2 separate regions of the Anas platyrhynchos genome follow, and region 2 is linked to region 1. Evidence: chromatin contacts called from public Hi-C data. All regions are on one chromosome and are shown on one strand. The core of a region is the stretch at or near the end of the contact, and the rest is flanking DNA. Distances in the headings are between cores, read along the strand shown. Region 1 overlaps LOC110354175. Region 2 holds the start of LOC110354175.

Region 1 (7,845 bases), core at 2,623-5,122:
TCTTTTTTTTTTTTTTCCCCTTTTATAAATCAGAAATTGAGAGAAACCAAGGGGGATAAGACAGATAACTTTTGATTAAGTCATTAGCATGGACCTCTAAAAATGTGGTTCGATACATAAATCGTTTTTTGTCTGATCTTTATTATTCTCCTAGGGCCTGACTAAAGTAGGGATGATAAAACACCTGGTATATAATGAAGATGAATTAATTGATCTTCATGAATGACTTATGCACTACGGAGATGAGGGTCTTAAAAAGATGTGCCAGATGGGCATTTTTTGAGCCAGAGCAAAAGCATCACAGTGGCAATTCTTTTCCCATTTCACAGAAAAGACACAATTTGTTTCTTATGGATTAGAGAGGCTAATTTTGCTAGAGGACAGAACGATTCAAGAAATCTGGAGCATTCAAGGATTTAGTGCTGCTGCCAGGACACATCTGTGAAAAGAAGACTCTTGATCCCATTTATCCTCAACTAGAACAAGCCCAGAGGAGGGTCAGAAAGATGATCAAAGGGCTGGAGCACCTCTCCTATGAAGACAGGCTAAGAGAGTTGGGGTTGTTCAGCCTGGAGAAGACAAGGCTCCGGGGAGACCTTACAGTGGCCTTCCAGTACATAAAAGGGGCCTGCAGAAAAGACGGGGAGGGACTCTTTGTCCTGTCCAGAGACTGTAAGTCCCTGACAGGACAAGGAACAATGGCTTTAAACTAAGAGATAGTAGGTTTAAATTAGATATTAGGTAGAAATTCTATCCTGTGAGAGAGGCATGGCTCTGGAACAGGTTGCCCAGGGAAGCTGTGGTTGCCTCATCCCTGGAAGTGTTCAAGGGCAGGTTGAATGGAGATTTGAGTAACCTGATCTAGTGGGAAATGCCCCTGTTCATGGCAGGTCCCTTCCAACTCAAACCATCCTATGATTCTATGATTCAAACAGTGAGCAAAATCTCCGAGATGACATTCTCAAAATTATCTGGGAAACAACAAATCAAACAACCTTACTCTTTTACATATTCTCCTTTCTGGATGTTGGTTCCTGACTTATTGAGTTTCATGGCTTAAAACTTTATGCTTATTGATTGTGAAATTTGCAAGTTCAGTTCCTTAGTAACAATTTCAATTCCTCCATTGTAAAGACATAGAAGAAGAAATCACTGCAGACTCATGTTGTGTGTTTTATTGGTATTTCTTTGTTTTCTGGTCCGCTTTAAGAAAAATGCACTGAGAACAATCACTTAGTCGCTCATAGAGAAAGCAAGTCTGTTTCTGACCCTGCTCTGCTGTGCAGAAAAAAAGAGGTTTGAGACTCCAAGACGTGCCCCTATTTCTGCCTATGGACATTTTGTTAAATCTGCAGACTTCACCTGAATGTTTTCCATCTCCACAGCCACAGGCAAACATCAACAGGAACAGACACACAGTTTAAGCTCGTAATTAAAACTGCCATCTACCTGAAACACGGTAGTCCAGCACCTAAGCAATCTGCTTGTAATCTACAGAAATATTTTGAGCCAGGAAATGCTTGAGACTCTTATAATTTCTTTAACATTTCCATTTGTGTTGCAGCTAATGCTTTGTTTTAGAGAACACTGTAATTTCATGACCAAGTAAGCATCTGTGAAAGATGCTTACTCTGTGAGGATGCTTAATCTGTGAAGATTTCAGAAACCAATAATATTGAGGTCCATATAACATTAACCAGTATTACTTCAGAAATGACGTTAATATTAATATTTCAGTTTAAAGACTATGGGCTACATCCACAACTGTCAATAAATTAGCAAGATCACTCAGAATGAACAATAGATAGATATTCATTCAAATCATGTTAAATGCGAGTATAAAGACAGAAGAATGCATGAAAGTTTGGAAAATTGTAATATTCTATAACATATATGTATTGAAAGAAGGCAATTATATTCCATGATTTTGTTAAATTGCACAGTAATTTAAAAATCCAATTACATTTAAAACGAACAATTGAAAAGAATAATTATATTTCATTATGTCAGCTGGGTTGCTAAGATGAACATTGTGTACTGCTGGATAGATACTCTGCCATGGAATCCCATAATATGATAAGTTTAAGAAAATCATGATTATCAGCCCAATGTGCTGGGAGACATTTTATTACAGCTGCTGGCTACTGATATATTTAAAACTCATTAACTGGAAATGGGATAGAAACTGAAAAAAAAAAAAAGGAACTGGAAAGGAAAGGTAGCACTCATACCTAAAAACACTTTTTTCAACTTCAATTCAAAAGGATTGGAACTTTTAAGTATTTGATTATATAGCTAGAAATTAGTTGAGAATACAGATGCTTTAAACTGCCACCTTTTGCTAAAGACAATTTCCCAAAACACTTTTACTTCTCTGAAGTAAAATTAAGCTAAAACAGATGCCTGGTTCATGCCACTGCACTGGCAGGTTGTACCCCTGTTTTCAGTCTGGCTATACTTCAATTTATTTTACAGATATTTCAGTGTGACTTTTCCTGCCACTCTTTTGCAGCTGAATAGCACAGGATGCATGGCTAGAAGAAACCAAGAAAGGTTATGACATTTCTCCAGCCCATATAGGATTTCTAGCTGCTGTTTCAATTCCATAGTCTGAATAGCAGCCAGCATAAAGCAGGCATATCTCATGCTGGCATGTAGAGAATAAGGAAAAAGAAAAGTCACATATGTGCAAACAGACTTGCATGGTTTCCTAAGATATGCCTCAGTCTTAGCTAGCATTTGGGAAGTGTTCTTCCCCAGCATATTTAACATCTATGTTAATCATGACTTAGATGTATAAAGCAAATTTAGGGCAAAGCTATCTACAACTTCAGTAAGTTAGAATGAAGTTGCATAAACTAAAAATTAATTGAGCCTTTAAAAATGTTTGTAAATCCCCTAAGTGCTGGCAGGAGCTGTTCTGTGGATACATTTCTTTTTGGAATTATCCCTTTTTATACTTAAAATCCACAGTTATATTAATTTACATCCATTATGCATCATAGTGTTCTGGAATATTTTCTGTATAAATGCTCATCAGTCTTAAACATCAACCTCAAATCTCTGTAATGCCTAATCTATACAAGGGTATGTCATTAGTCACAGCATGCACTATTGGTTAGAAAGTATGACCCATTAACCAAATAATTGTGCCATTACATTTATGTCATACTTGTTAGCTTTAAAGTCCATGTTTTCTTAGGAGCTTCCAGATGCCATTTCATTTCATGAATTAGACTTTCCGTTTTCCCAGCCTTAAAGAATTGTAAATACCACTAAAAATTCAAGACATCTTCTGTCAAGAGTTCATTTTTATAAAAATAATATAATATTATACTTGATGGGAAGAGCTTATGGGAAGAACTTCAACTGCACTTGAGGAGATGACCTAAATACCATGAGAAGACAATAGAAATTACCCATTGCCCCCTTCATACTCAAAAAGAAAAAACAAAAAATCCTTAGAAAGAGGAATTGAGCGAAGGGATAAGAAATTCATGAAGGAATATTTCAAATATACTCTAATTTAATTTAACCTCTAAATCTGCATATAGAATAATTCACATACCCATAAATATCCACTTGTTGAAAACAGACTGTGTAGCAAAGGAAAAAAAAATCCACTTCCAAATACTCTGCAGAGCTGAGGTTAATCTGCAGGTATTATACTCTCATTAATGGACAAAAAGCAGGTCAGCTACTTCCTGGTTTCTCAAACTGCACTGGCAGAACTTGAAGAAAGACCTTGTGTCTGTGTAAATATCTTTATTTAAAATGTAAGACAAAAAGAGGACAAGTCTAGCTGTCTTTCACCAGTCTGAAGGATCTCTCTCCTCCTGACCTTCACCTCACAGTCTCCTCTGTCTGATCTATTTGCCTCTTTTTGCCTGTCTCTGCCTCTTTCAATTTCCAGGGGGAAATGGAAATAATAGCACTGCCTGAGATATGCAAGGCTTTCAGACACAGTGGTTTTTGCTAAATAATGTTTCTCTTTAAAGAAATTGTGGTAGTCGTTAAAAGCTTTGCAAAAGATTTTAAGAATTCTGAGAGGACTTTAAGGTTAATAGTATTTATTTACCTTCCCAGAAGATCTAAAACAGAAATAAACCTTTTATGAAGATGTTTTTCTGAAGTGAGGCGTTGGGCCCAGATCTGTTCTTAGTTAATCAAGGAAAAACTCACAAGGCTAACTTCAAGTTTACATCATGTGGTGGTTTTACCGTGCTGGGCAGCTAAACCCCACAACCGCTCTCTCACTCCCCCACTTTTTAGATGAGGAGGGGGAGAAGTAAACCAAAGAACAACTCACGGGTTGAGATAAGGATAATTTAATTAATGGGAAATAATAGTAATAATTGAATAAAGATTACTATGAACTAAACAATTTAACTAAAGGGAAATAAAAAGGGGAAGGGGAAAAGGGAGGGGGAAAGGGAAAATAAAAAGAAGGGAGGAAAACAAACAAATAAAATAAATGAAGGCTATGTGGAAGTGCAGAGGAAAGAAATTACTCTCTACTTCCCACAAATGAGCGATGATTGACCACGTCCTTGAAGCAAGGCCTCAACACACATAGCCGGTGTTCGGGAGGAGGACCAACGTTTTCACAACCAGGGCCCACCCCTCCTCTCTTCTTCCTGTTTCCACTTTTTATTGCTGAGTGTGACATCACATGGTATGGAATATCCCTTTGGTTGGTTTAGGTCAGCTGCCCTAGTGATGTTTCTCTTCTCACTTTTTGCCCACCCCCTAGGAGGGTTAGAGAGAGTCCCGATGCTGTGCCAGTGCTGCTCAGCAGTAGACACAACACTGGTGTGATAACACTGCTGTTCCAGCTACAAGTGCAGAGTACAGCACTGTATGGGCTGCTGCAGGGAAAGTTCCAGCCAGACCCAGTACACACCACTGTTAACAAGAACAGACTTGTCTAATGTAAAGAAATTTATTGTAAATTCTATTAAGTTATATTAAGTGCAAATCAGAGTATACTTCTTGCAATATCTATTACGGTAAAATATGCAACTTAGCTGCAGAACAGATGTTCATGTTGTGACAGAACCAGCTACCCGCTAACGTAGACACCTCATTTGGATCATTTAACTTATGCCATTATGGTGTCAGTTCAGGATTACTTCCCAAACAGCAAACATTTTTCGAGTGACTTTATTTCTAGTTCTTTCTTATTTCTTCTTCTTTCAGGAAGAGAGTGATCCTGATCTAAACACATTTTTTAAGGCTTTTTTTTTCTGAATTTAATCTAGCTTAAGTTCTCACTTCCATCTATTGTTCTTAGGTATGCTTCATTTTAGCCCTCTAAATAATTCCTCATACTTCTTGATATTATTACATTTGTAGTTGCATTTTCATTTTTTTTCCATGTTATTAAAAAAAAAAAAAAAAAAACACTGAAAAACAAGAATAAAAACCATTGCCACCACTACCAAAACCAAAACAAACAAACAAAAACATCCTTTGACATCAATCTTCAATCTGAAATCAATGGGTATGTTTTCATTATCCCAGATCAGTCCCTTTTTCAAACAGTGCAGAAGAATAAGGTATATACAGCACGACCCTTTTCTTGACAGATGACAGCAATCAGTAGTTTAGAGATTCCTCAAGCTAGAGGTTACCTCTGGGCCACAGTACTTCAGATGCCTATTATTCATAAATTTGCCTAATACCTTTTTGAACCAATTTATAATTTTGACCTCTTCACAAATTGAGAGTCATCATTTAAATTACATATGAAGGGGAGAAAATGATTTCGTACATTTAAAGTGCTGCTTTTATCATTTCACTAGGCTCCTTGTTCCTGAATGTGGCACAGAACAGCCACTCTTTTATGCTGTTCATGTATGCTACACACCTTTGTCATATGCACTGCCTTTTTCCAAACTGAAAAGTTGTAGTTGCAAAGAAGATTTTTCATACTTTGATCATTTTCTTGCCCTGCTCTGAATTTGGTTTTGAGACAGAAGGGCCAGAACACACAGAGTAAACAGATTACTTCTGTTTTCCAAACTCTTTCCTAGTTCTGCCCAGTTTGCTTTCTCAGAATTTCAATGCTAACTGCAGAAATGCATTAGCAGTTCTACACCCTGCAATTAAAATGCACCATGCGAGACAAACAAGGAAACTTTAAACTGGAGAAAGCACAGTAAAGGTGTCAAAACATTGGAAGCGGAAATGAACCTTTCAGTGCCCTGGACAGAAATGCGACAACAACATGGAAATCACAATTATTCAGGGCCAGAGTTCCCTTCAGCAGCATTAAGGATGCATTACAGAAACATGGCTGTGAAAACTGTGGCTATGGCTTCTCAGGGATAGAGGGGGAGAAGGAATACATTAGAAGTTTCCACAGCTGGAATAAAAATGTTGCAAATAAACATTGAAAAACATGAATCATGTGATCTTAAAGGAAAAAAAAAACAAAACAAAACAAAAAGAAAAAAAAGAAAAATAACCTAATCCCCTAAGCCTGCAAGTCTAAGGAAGCTCATTGACAGCAAACTGCTATGTTACTTAAAACAGCCTTGCTCATGTCACTGTCTTAAAACAGAAAACTAAGAACACCTAAACCATTTGCAAAGGTGAATGCAAACTCATTCACTATATTATCTGCTACAGAATCATATTATGCAGTGTCCTTGACTGAAAGGAAGGGATGACTCAGAAAAAAAAATCCCAATTATAATATTTTACAGAAACAAACAACAAAACCTCTCCTAAATTAATGGCTGTAATATCATTATACAAAGTGCTGTCAGATTTGGGTCCTAAATATCATGGCATTCTACATTTTACTTAAAGCCTTCAGAATCTCACAAAAATCTCCAGAAATCTTAAAACGTATTGGGATAAAAAAAAAAAAAAAAAAAAAAAAAAAAAAAAAAAAGGAAATAAATTCACTTCTTCTAAGCCTTTCTGTCCAAAATGCTGGTAAACCTGATCCCTAGATCTGCAAGGTGTGGGAAGGTCTATCAGGAGAAGAAATAAAAGGAAACAAGCACCTATTTCTTTAAGTGATATTTTTAAGCCTACCTCTCCCCAACTCTTTTTTTTCTCAAGACTCCTGATCTTGTGACATTTGGCAATGCAAAGCCTGAAAGCTCTATTATTAGTCAGTGAGAAAATGCAACAAATGGCTTAGCTTCCCTTACAGAGCAGTGCTACCCCACAGCTCACCTCCTTGTAAGGTGGTGAAATAAATTCTGTGTTTTGAAATCAGCAGTGAGATTAAAGGCAGGCAGGGAGGGAGGGAGTGCAAATCAGCATGACACAGGACAGAGGAGTATGAAAGATGCTATCGAAGAAGCCCAAATTACTTGCAGTCAGTTGGATTGAGGTTTTGCAAACATCACAAGAAGAATTCTGAGAAATAGCATCTAAACTATGCTTGGAGACCTCCCACTAAAACTGCATGTCTAGTGTTGCTTTTGCTTTTGGTGAATCACACTGGTAGGTCAGCTATAGAAAAGTGCAATTGTGTTTTCTCTGAGATGTCACAGGGAGTAAGACCCTTAGGCCTCATGCACTGACAGCTAGAGGAAAAGTTAGAGGCAAAAATGCCTCTTTCTCAACAATATTGTGATAATCCTTATTTGTCTATCTTTTTTTTTCTTTTTTCTTTTCCTCACTTTTCATAGTTTAAAAAGAAAATTGCTACAGTCTTCTTTTTCATTTGCTACAGAAAATTGCTAAAATCATGAGCGAATCTGCAACATAATATACAATGCTGTCAGAAGGGAAGGGGAAATTATAACAGCTGTTAAAATCAAATATCATTAATAGAAGAAAAACATTCTTATGAGAAGTATACAGGAAGAAAAAAAAATTCTA
Region 2 (7,845 bases), core at 1,379-3,878, 110 kb after region 1:
AAAAATTATAATAATAATATTGAGAAGGTACTTAATTGGAATAAGAAAGTACATTTTGGGGCAAAATATATCTTTAATCTACCTAGGAAGGTGATAATATAAAGCAATGTCTTGGAGCTACAGTTAGATACTGCCAGATTAAAAGGTAAAGATACTTTCTGTTGTTATTTTGATACTGAAGATGGTTCACAATTGGAACAAACTACCTAAAGAAATGGTGATTTTTTTACCTTTTGATTCTTCTATATCAAGACTGGATATTAAATATGAAATAGGTATCACACCATCTGATCTAGAGATCACATGGAAGAAACAGTGATCCTTTATGACTAAATCATGTGCTGAAGCAGTTGAACAGTACCTAAGCATTTTGGATTTCACCTGCTTGCAAGAAGACCAAAACACACTATCATGCCATAAATAGCACAATTAATCAGCAAAGTTAATCTCAAATGAAATTTCTCTACTGTTTCTCTACTGGACTCTCAGACTCTCATGTTTATACTGAAACATAAAGGAATATATTAAAATACAAGTAAAAAGACTATCACTGTTGGTGGTGGGTGCTTGTGTGTTTTTTTTTTCATAGTAAACACAGTAGTGAAATATTCTCTTTACATATTAAAAATTAGAAGGTCAGTATTAACAGATGTCTATTGCTGTTAAAGAAATTATAGTGAAACGATTGAGGAAGCTGAAATACAGGAAATATCTTAACTGCTAAATATGCAAAAAACATTGCATAAAAGAAATTCATAGTTACAGTATCCTATCTTTTCTTGTACTTATTTCCTGAAAACATTTGTCAAAATTCTGTTTAGAGATACCAAACAGAACTGAGTGATTTTTATTCCTCAGATTTTCACTTGTTTATTTTACTAATTAATTTGGCCCTACAAAAGTATGCTTATTCAGGGCTGAAGCAGACAAACAGTTATAAACAAAACAGCTCCCCACGCACTCCTACGTCCTTTAATCCATTTGAAATTGCTGGTGATACTTAAACAAACACAGCACCTTTGTTCTGCATTCCTCAGTAAGAGCCAGAACTAGAAAACAGAGTTCCGTAACTGATTGCTGTGACTCCTGTTACAATACCACTACACACTAAGACTGAAGGAAAAGGATTTAAGAAAATCCACATGATGCAATTTTTACATAGAAGTAGTGCAATAAGCTGTTTTTTTGGTGCCAAAAGCTTGTGTAACCTGACATTTCCACTGACCACAACTCAAGGAGTGCGCAAACAGCAAACACGTCACCACCAATGGTCAAGGTATCCTGCAAAAAGTGGGTGATTAGCCTAATTTAATCAGAAATACGAAAGGCAATTTAAACCTTCCTCACCCAATAACTTACGTGCCTGTATGAACCCTCTCAGATGCGTAGGTTCGGCTCATGCCAGCCTCCTGCCTGGCACACACGTGCAGTGTGAGCCCAGCCCTGCGACGCCTGTGCAAACAGCTCCACCAACACTGACGGAACTTTAAACACCAAACCCTGAATCAATAAAATGACGTGCCATTGGGGAACAGCTCTCCAGCCACACTGGTGAACAAGCGGCCACTCTTTGCAAAGGAGAGCTGCGGTAGTAAAACTCCAGAACAGGAGCAAGAGTTTGGAACAGAAAATGTTTTTTAAAAAGTGTGAATCAGGGAATCTCACACTGACCCTCGGCTGCAGAGAGATTCTGGGCTGCCATCCAAGCCTGTTAGGGGAGTGCTGAGCCATTATTATGCAAGTTACCTCGTTGGGCAAACCGCCCTGAGCCCTGCGTACAAGCAGTACAAGTTGAGCATCGTTAGGAAGAGACCACCACTTTCCGACAGATCTGTCAGCCTGCATGAAACCCCTCAGGAGGGTGGGGAGCTAAATTGACCAAAATCAACTGAGAAATAAGCTCCCCCCTGAGAAATGAGCTACCCCAACATATATATATATATATATATATATATATATATGCTTTTTATTACCAGTAAATTTCAAGAGAGTTTGTCTGATGAATAAATGGATAGAGATGTAGTATGATAATACTTCTAACATACATTGACTTGAAAAATATATATGTACCACGTTTTGGCAAATAGAGACCTATTTCAGTGGATTAACCCTATTACTTTAAAATCCACGAAAAGCCTTTTTTTCCACTCCCCTTAGGAAGCCACATTTCTTACATTCGAGACATCCATCCTGCTTTACGTTCTAGCTGCACAAAAAGCATTTCAATGGAAATAAATAAATAAATAAATAAGATCGAAGCCCAGAAAACACATCCAGGAGGTACTCACGAAGTATATAAAACCGAAAGCGGACAGGGGGGTATTATTCCATATATACACGGGTGTTATTTTTATGGGTACAGAAGGAGGCAGCCGAGGGGTGCTTTCCGTGCCGAGGTACTCCCCCGGTGCCGCATCCCCCGAGCCCATCCCCGCACACGGCAGTGCGCTGGGTGCCGATCCGTGCACACTGCCGGCCCCCCCCGCGCTGCTCCCGCTCCCCGCACCCCGCCACCAGGGCGCCGGATCTGGCCCCGAGGGGACCGGCGGCGCCCGGCGGCTGAGCGAGCGCAGCTGGGAGGGGGCCGGCACCGGGACCGGGGCCGTGTTTGGGGCCGGGGCCGTGTTTTGGGGCCGGGGGCGGTGCCGTGCCTGACGCGGCGGCGGGGCGGAGCGGGGGCCGTACAAACGGGCTGGCGCCGGGCGCTGCTCGCAGGAGGAGCGGAGCGGAGCGGAGCGGGCGGCAGCGGGCGCTCGTTACACCGCCCGCCCCGCCGGCACCGGGAGCGCTTCCCACGGCTCCGCCACCGTCTCCTCCGCCGGTACCGGCACCCACGGGCGCCCATGGCACGGCGCGGAGGGCTCTGCCCCACGGCTCCGCGCCCCCGCGGTGAGTGATGCGCTGGAGGGGGTCCCGCAGAGAGCGGCCGGAGCTGCCCCGGGGAACGGGGAGGGGAGATTGGGGCGGCGGTATTGGGGTGATGGGGGAATTGAGGAGCGGTGCCCCCCGGGGGGTGTCCGGTCGCTGGCAACCCGGGGGTTGGCCGCTGCCGGGGCTGAGCTGCCCGCGGCACCTGCTCCCGGGGAGCGGCGCGGAGAAACCTGCCCCGCTTGCAGCACCGCGGTGCTTGCACTTGCTCACTGAGTCAGGAGCCGGCAGGTTTCGCTTGTCGTGGGAAGGAGGAAAAAAAAAAAAAAAAAAGAATGGGGAGAAAGTGGGGGAAGCGGTCAGCAGGACCTGAATTGCAGATCCATCCAGATTTGGCCCCTAGGCACTCTCTTTCCTTACCGCCTTGTTTTTCTTGTAGCTAAATGACAAGGGCATGCAAAGCCAGAATGGCAGGGTGTGGAAACGGCGTGGCGGAGCGCCGGGCTCCTACCTGACAGCAGAGCAACTTGCAAAAGCTCCCCCGAGCATCTTTGATCTGCTCCCATGCTGAGTGCCGAAGCTGGCCAGGTGCAGCGTGCTCGGCTGCAGCCTGCCAAGCTGTGCAAGGCTGGAGGGCACAGACGTGAACTCGAGCTCACCCTTGTTTTGCCTGGAATAGGCAAGCTGCCTGGGCTAGCACAGGACAGGCACGGGGGCACTGTAGTTCTCTGTGTGTTTTTCAGGGTTAAGGCTGTGTGTGAGAGGTTCAAGTCTATGGGGGGTAAAAGGATGCCATGAGGCAGGGGTGGTAGTTCCCAGCTGGAGGAGTGCTGGCTGGGCATTGTCTTGGTTTGGTCTTGCCTTTTAGTCATACAGAAGATTAGGGAAGGGCACCCAGCTAGGTACAGGCAATTCAATCACCTCAGCTGACTAGGAATTAAAGTGTATGACTCCTTCCTCTCTGTTAGTGCAATGAGTTCAAGGCTTTTGAGTTCAAGGCTTTCCCTGTTCCTAGACTTCCTTTTTGGACACTGGGGAAGCAAAAAAAATTATTAAATATCTGGGAAGTCTCATAAATACCAGGCTTAAATGGCATGGGGATGGGGTGCATGCAGGGACCATCGTTCTGGCACAGGAGAGCCGTTCATTGCCCACTCCCACTGCAAGCCTCTGCAGTGTTATGTGGCAAGAGGAACCTCAACCCATAAATTGTCTTGCAAAAATGGCCTTTCAAACTTAATATGCAAATTATAAATTATTACTATATTTTATTTGTCAGCATTTCTTGCAGTCTTGAACAAGTGTATTTCCCACATTGCTCAGAAAAGAGCACCTTTTAAGAGTGCAGCTACTAACATCAGCTTCAGTTAGCTCTTTCCTATCCACCCTGTCCGCACCCACCTTTCTTTTTTCTTCCCTGTTTTTTTGGAAAATGCAGAGGCTTTTGATATTACGTCTCCGGTCGGCAGCAGATTACACATGTGAAGCAAAGCCAGCTGCTGCAGTGGAAAGGCAATAATTGAGAAGAGCAAATTCTGACCCTCGGATTGCCAGTCTCTGAGCCATGTCCCCTCCTTTTGAGGATACTACCTTGGTTATTCCAAATTAACCATGTGATTACAGACACTTTACTGAAAAACAGTTTTCCAATGCATAAGAATACATGCATGTGTAGATACAGAGAGGAAGACAGAAATGCTTTTTAGTCTCATGAGGGGGTCTCTCCCTCCCTCTTCCAGAAATGCTGCCCATTGCCAAGAAGCTACCAAAGCCCCAGATTGATGCATTTCCCTGAAAAATTTTGATAATTAAAGAGAGCAAGAAAACTGAGAATATCCCCGGGCAGCCCAAAATGGAAGATCCTTCTGGGTCACCTCACTTCTTACTCCAGAGTATCAGGGTTCCCTCCAGGTCACCAAACAGTGCTTCACTCAGTAAATGGATTGGTTTAGTTAAGTCTAATGCAGTGGCGACCTCACCAGTACTCTGCTCCAGTATTAATCTAAAGTCAAGTAGCAGGAGGGTGGCAGACATAAATCAGCTTGGAGTATGATTGCTAAGGTTACTTAGAGGTTTATTTGTTTGTTCATTTTTTTTAGTTTTTATTGTTGGTTTCAATGATTTGCTGCATTTGAGATAGGGCCCACATTGACAGAGAGTGGTAAGAAGTTGCTTGGCAGGGGTAATGAAACTGGGATTGTTGAATATGCTGTGTTCCCTTTTTCAATCCATTCAGTTCAGGTAAGCCTTTGTATGGAAAGGGAACAAGATACAGCAGAGCTATCCTTTCATGCAGGTTGATTTCCTAGGGAAGGTTTCAATGAATTAGAAATCAACTTTATTAACTGTGCAATAGATCTCTGCTTCCCAGTTAGATTGTGACCCATTTTCCTTGGGAAGTGGGAAAACTTCAAGATTTTGAATTTAATGTTTGGGTTTATGAGGGTACAGAGAAGGCACTGATACAGTGTACTTCCCGTTCCCTTTATGAAGGACAACATTTGAGTCCTGCAAGATATTAGGCAATTGCTAGAAGAAGGGCTACAAGAAGGTGGTAAGGGGATTCCATACGAGCATTCAGTACAAAAAATATCTGTGCATCCTGAGCTTCTCAGGTTTATTTTTATTCTGCTGTAATGTCCCATTTTCCTTTTACCTGCATGAGGCTCTCTGAAATGTAGGGTATTCTCTCTTCTAAAAATGTCTATGATTTCCTGGCATGAAACATTGCAGTGGTCCCTTCTGACCTTTTTTAAAAAAAAAAAAAAGTGCATGTTATATATAACTACAGTCTATTATAAATTTGCTACTCTATTGCTCACACTGGAGCTGAACTCCTCCTTTAGAAGGCACGAACCAGTGACCTAGCTAATTTGTATAAACTCTATTTATCACAGCAGGTGCAGAAATATAGCAGATCTCAGCCAAAAATACTTCCTACCAAGTCAACCTTTCTCAGCTTGCTAAGTTCTCCTAACCAAAATTTAGAGGCTTTTTAAGGAATATTTCTGAAGTCTTAAAGCCCGTAGACGATATATCATCATAACCACACTGAAATTATGATTAGATTTCATAACATGCTGACTATAAAAGTTAAATCCACGGTTTTATCTCTTCTGGTTATGCAGTATTTTTTAATATAATTTATGAAATGTAGTTTAAGTAGCTAGGCAGTATTGTTTAGGCACTTTAATACAGATTAATACAATTTCTTATCTTTTCACCTCCCCTCTTAATGCACAGATGGCTTTTTAATATATAATGAGATCAATAGTTTATGCACCTAGAGATCTATGGCTTCAGTAGTATACAGTGCTATTTGACTTGTTATAATTTTCTCTATAACACTAAAGTAGGCAATTGCATATTGTTAATTAATAGAAACTAAGTTTAAACATTTCATTGGCAGATGTTTCTTAAAACTTTCTTAAAATGTGATTTGACAACAGTGTGGAGTAAGTGTGGGAAGCATTTCTTCATGAAGAGGACATTATGAGGGAGTTTAATAGTTAAAATTTTTTTTTTTTCCTTGGAAATATGTTCTGCATTTTGCTGGTTTATAAACTAGATCAGACGGGGGGAAAAAATAAAATTGCGCCTTTTCAATTCAGGAAAAGCTCTTGACTAAGCTGTAAGTGATTGCCGTGTGTTTTATGCTAACTGGAGACAAAATGTCACTTGAAAGAGCTCATATAAACAACTGAAGAATATATATTATGGCAGACACCATCTATCCTGGGAGGGTAGGAATATATACTGTTCGTATCAATGACTTGACAAATTTCAAGTTCAGTTAATCTAGTTCAGATTTTTTTCAAATGTGACCCTGAATACAAATGTTCAGTTCACTGTCTCTTCATCAGTGTAGAAGGTTGTTTGTAGGGTTGGTTAACTTGATTTTGGATTTCTTTTTCCTGTTATAAGAAGCCAGTGTAGTAGATCTGTGAGTTGTACCTCACAGCTACTTTTAACCAGAAATGTCAATCTGACTACTTCTAACTGGTAATGTTAATCTGACTATTGAGTGCCCAAACGTGCACTTCTAGAGTAAAGGAAAATAAACCCCACAAACTGTACATGTACATGACATGTTCTGTCATGTCTACAGTGCCATCATCCTGTGAAGAGCAAAATTTCTCCCTTCAGTTTTCAGCTCTGATCTCCCTCTAGAGACAAATCTTAGCAACTGACCTGTAGTTCTCGATTGGGCCAGACTGGGTTTTCATAGATGTCTGTGCAAAGATCCCCCCAGCGAAGGGCTTCAGCTCTGCAATGAGAGAAAGTGAGATTACCTGAAACTTATTGGGGTCTTCCTCACTCCCTGGAGGACCATAAAAAGGTACAGCTTTTGTTTAGTGAAGATGAAGGCACCTGCATGTGAATGGTAAGGATATAGTCATTTTTGTAGTCTGTGTCCTGGCAGCAGCTGTGCGTGTGTGTGGTGTGTGTGTGTTGAGAGATGGTCAAAAGTGATAAAATAGCAACACATCTTTCAAAGAGCACTGTGATATACTTAAAAGTCACTGAAATATGACAGCTGTACCCCTCATACTGCATTTAGTGAGAAAAGGTTCCATTTATTTCTAAATTACTATTAGTTTTGAAGTGGTTATAACCTTAATGAAAGCTGATTTGATTGGCAATGTCCACACTGAATCTTGAATAAACAGTATGTCACATTTAGCTAATTAATTGGAGAAAGCTGAAGAAAAGATTAAGAAAAAGCAATCAGACTTTTTGAATAGTCTTGGTGTAATCTTCAAAGCGCCATTTAGCATAAACTGTGCTTCTTTTACCAACTTGTTCGTTTACTTGTAGCAAATACAATAGTAATGATTGTCAGTTAAATTTCTGTATTAATCTGGAATACAAAGTCACTGAGTGCAGTCATGTATGCTCTGCATGACTCGTGGAGGCAGTTAGGAGAATTCTTAAAGCAGAAAAGTAATTTGGCAGAGTGGCTGCTATCAAATCTTC

The links. Hi-C and Micro-C count contacts between places; a contact is called where the count stands out from the background.
Region 2: a Hi-C map of F1 follicle shows a contact between it and region 1, with 2.2 times the contacts expected there. The contact joins the promoter of LOC110354175 here to the enhancer-like site in region 1. A contact is called at or near these places in 2 of 8 Hi-C or Micro-C datasets (F1 follicle and F5 follicle).

Annotation. Positions count from the first base shown.
Region 1 is chr4:65,662,704-65,670,548 of IASCAAS_PekinDuck_T2T, forward strand. All of the region lies in intron 3 of LOC110354175, which reads right to left. Among named protein-coding and RNA genes, the nearest start is that of HS3ST1, 110 kb to the right of the region's middle. Within about 2 kb of position 3,873, at least 2 of the 8 cell types and tissues checked have an H3K27ac peak or open chromatin away from gene starts, as enhancers often do. A contact at or near this core is called in F1 follicle, where this site is marked.
Region 2 is chr4:65,775,618-65,783,462 of IASCAAS_PekinDuck_T2T, forward strand. It overlaps LOC110354175, which reads right to left and starts at 2,629. Exons shown (of 8, transcript XM_072037768.1): 1 at 2,289-2,629. The coding sequence starts at 2,429. HS3ST1 (heparan sulfate-glucosamine 3-sulfotransferase 1) reads left to right here and starts at 2,713. Exons shown (of 2, transcript XM_027457382.3): 1 at 2,713-2,889.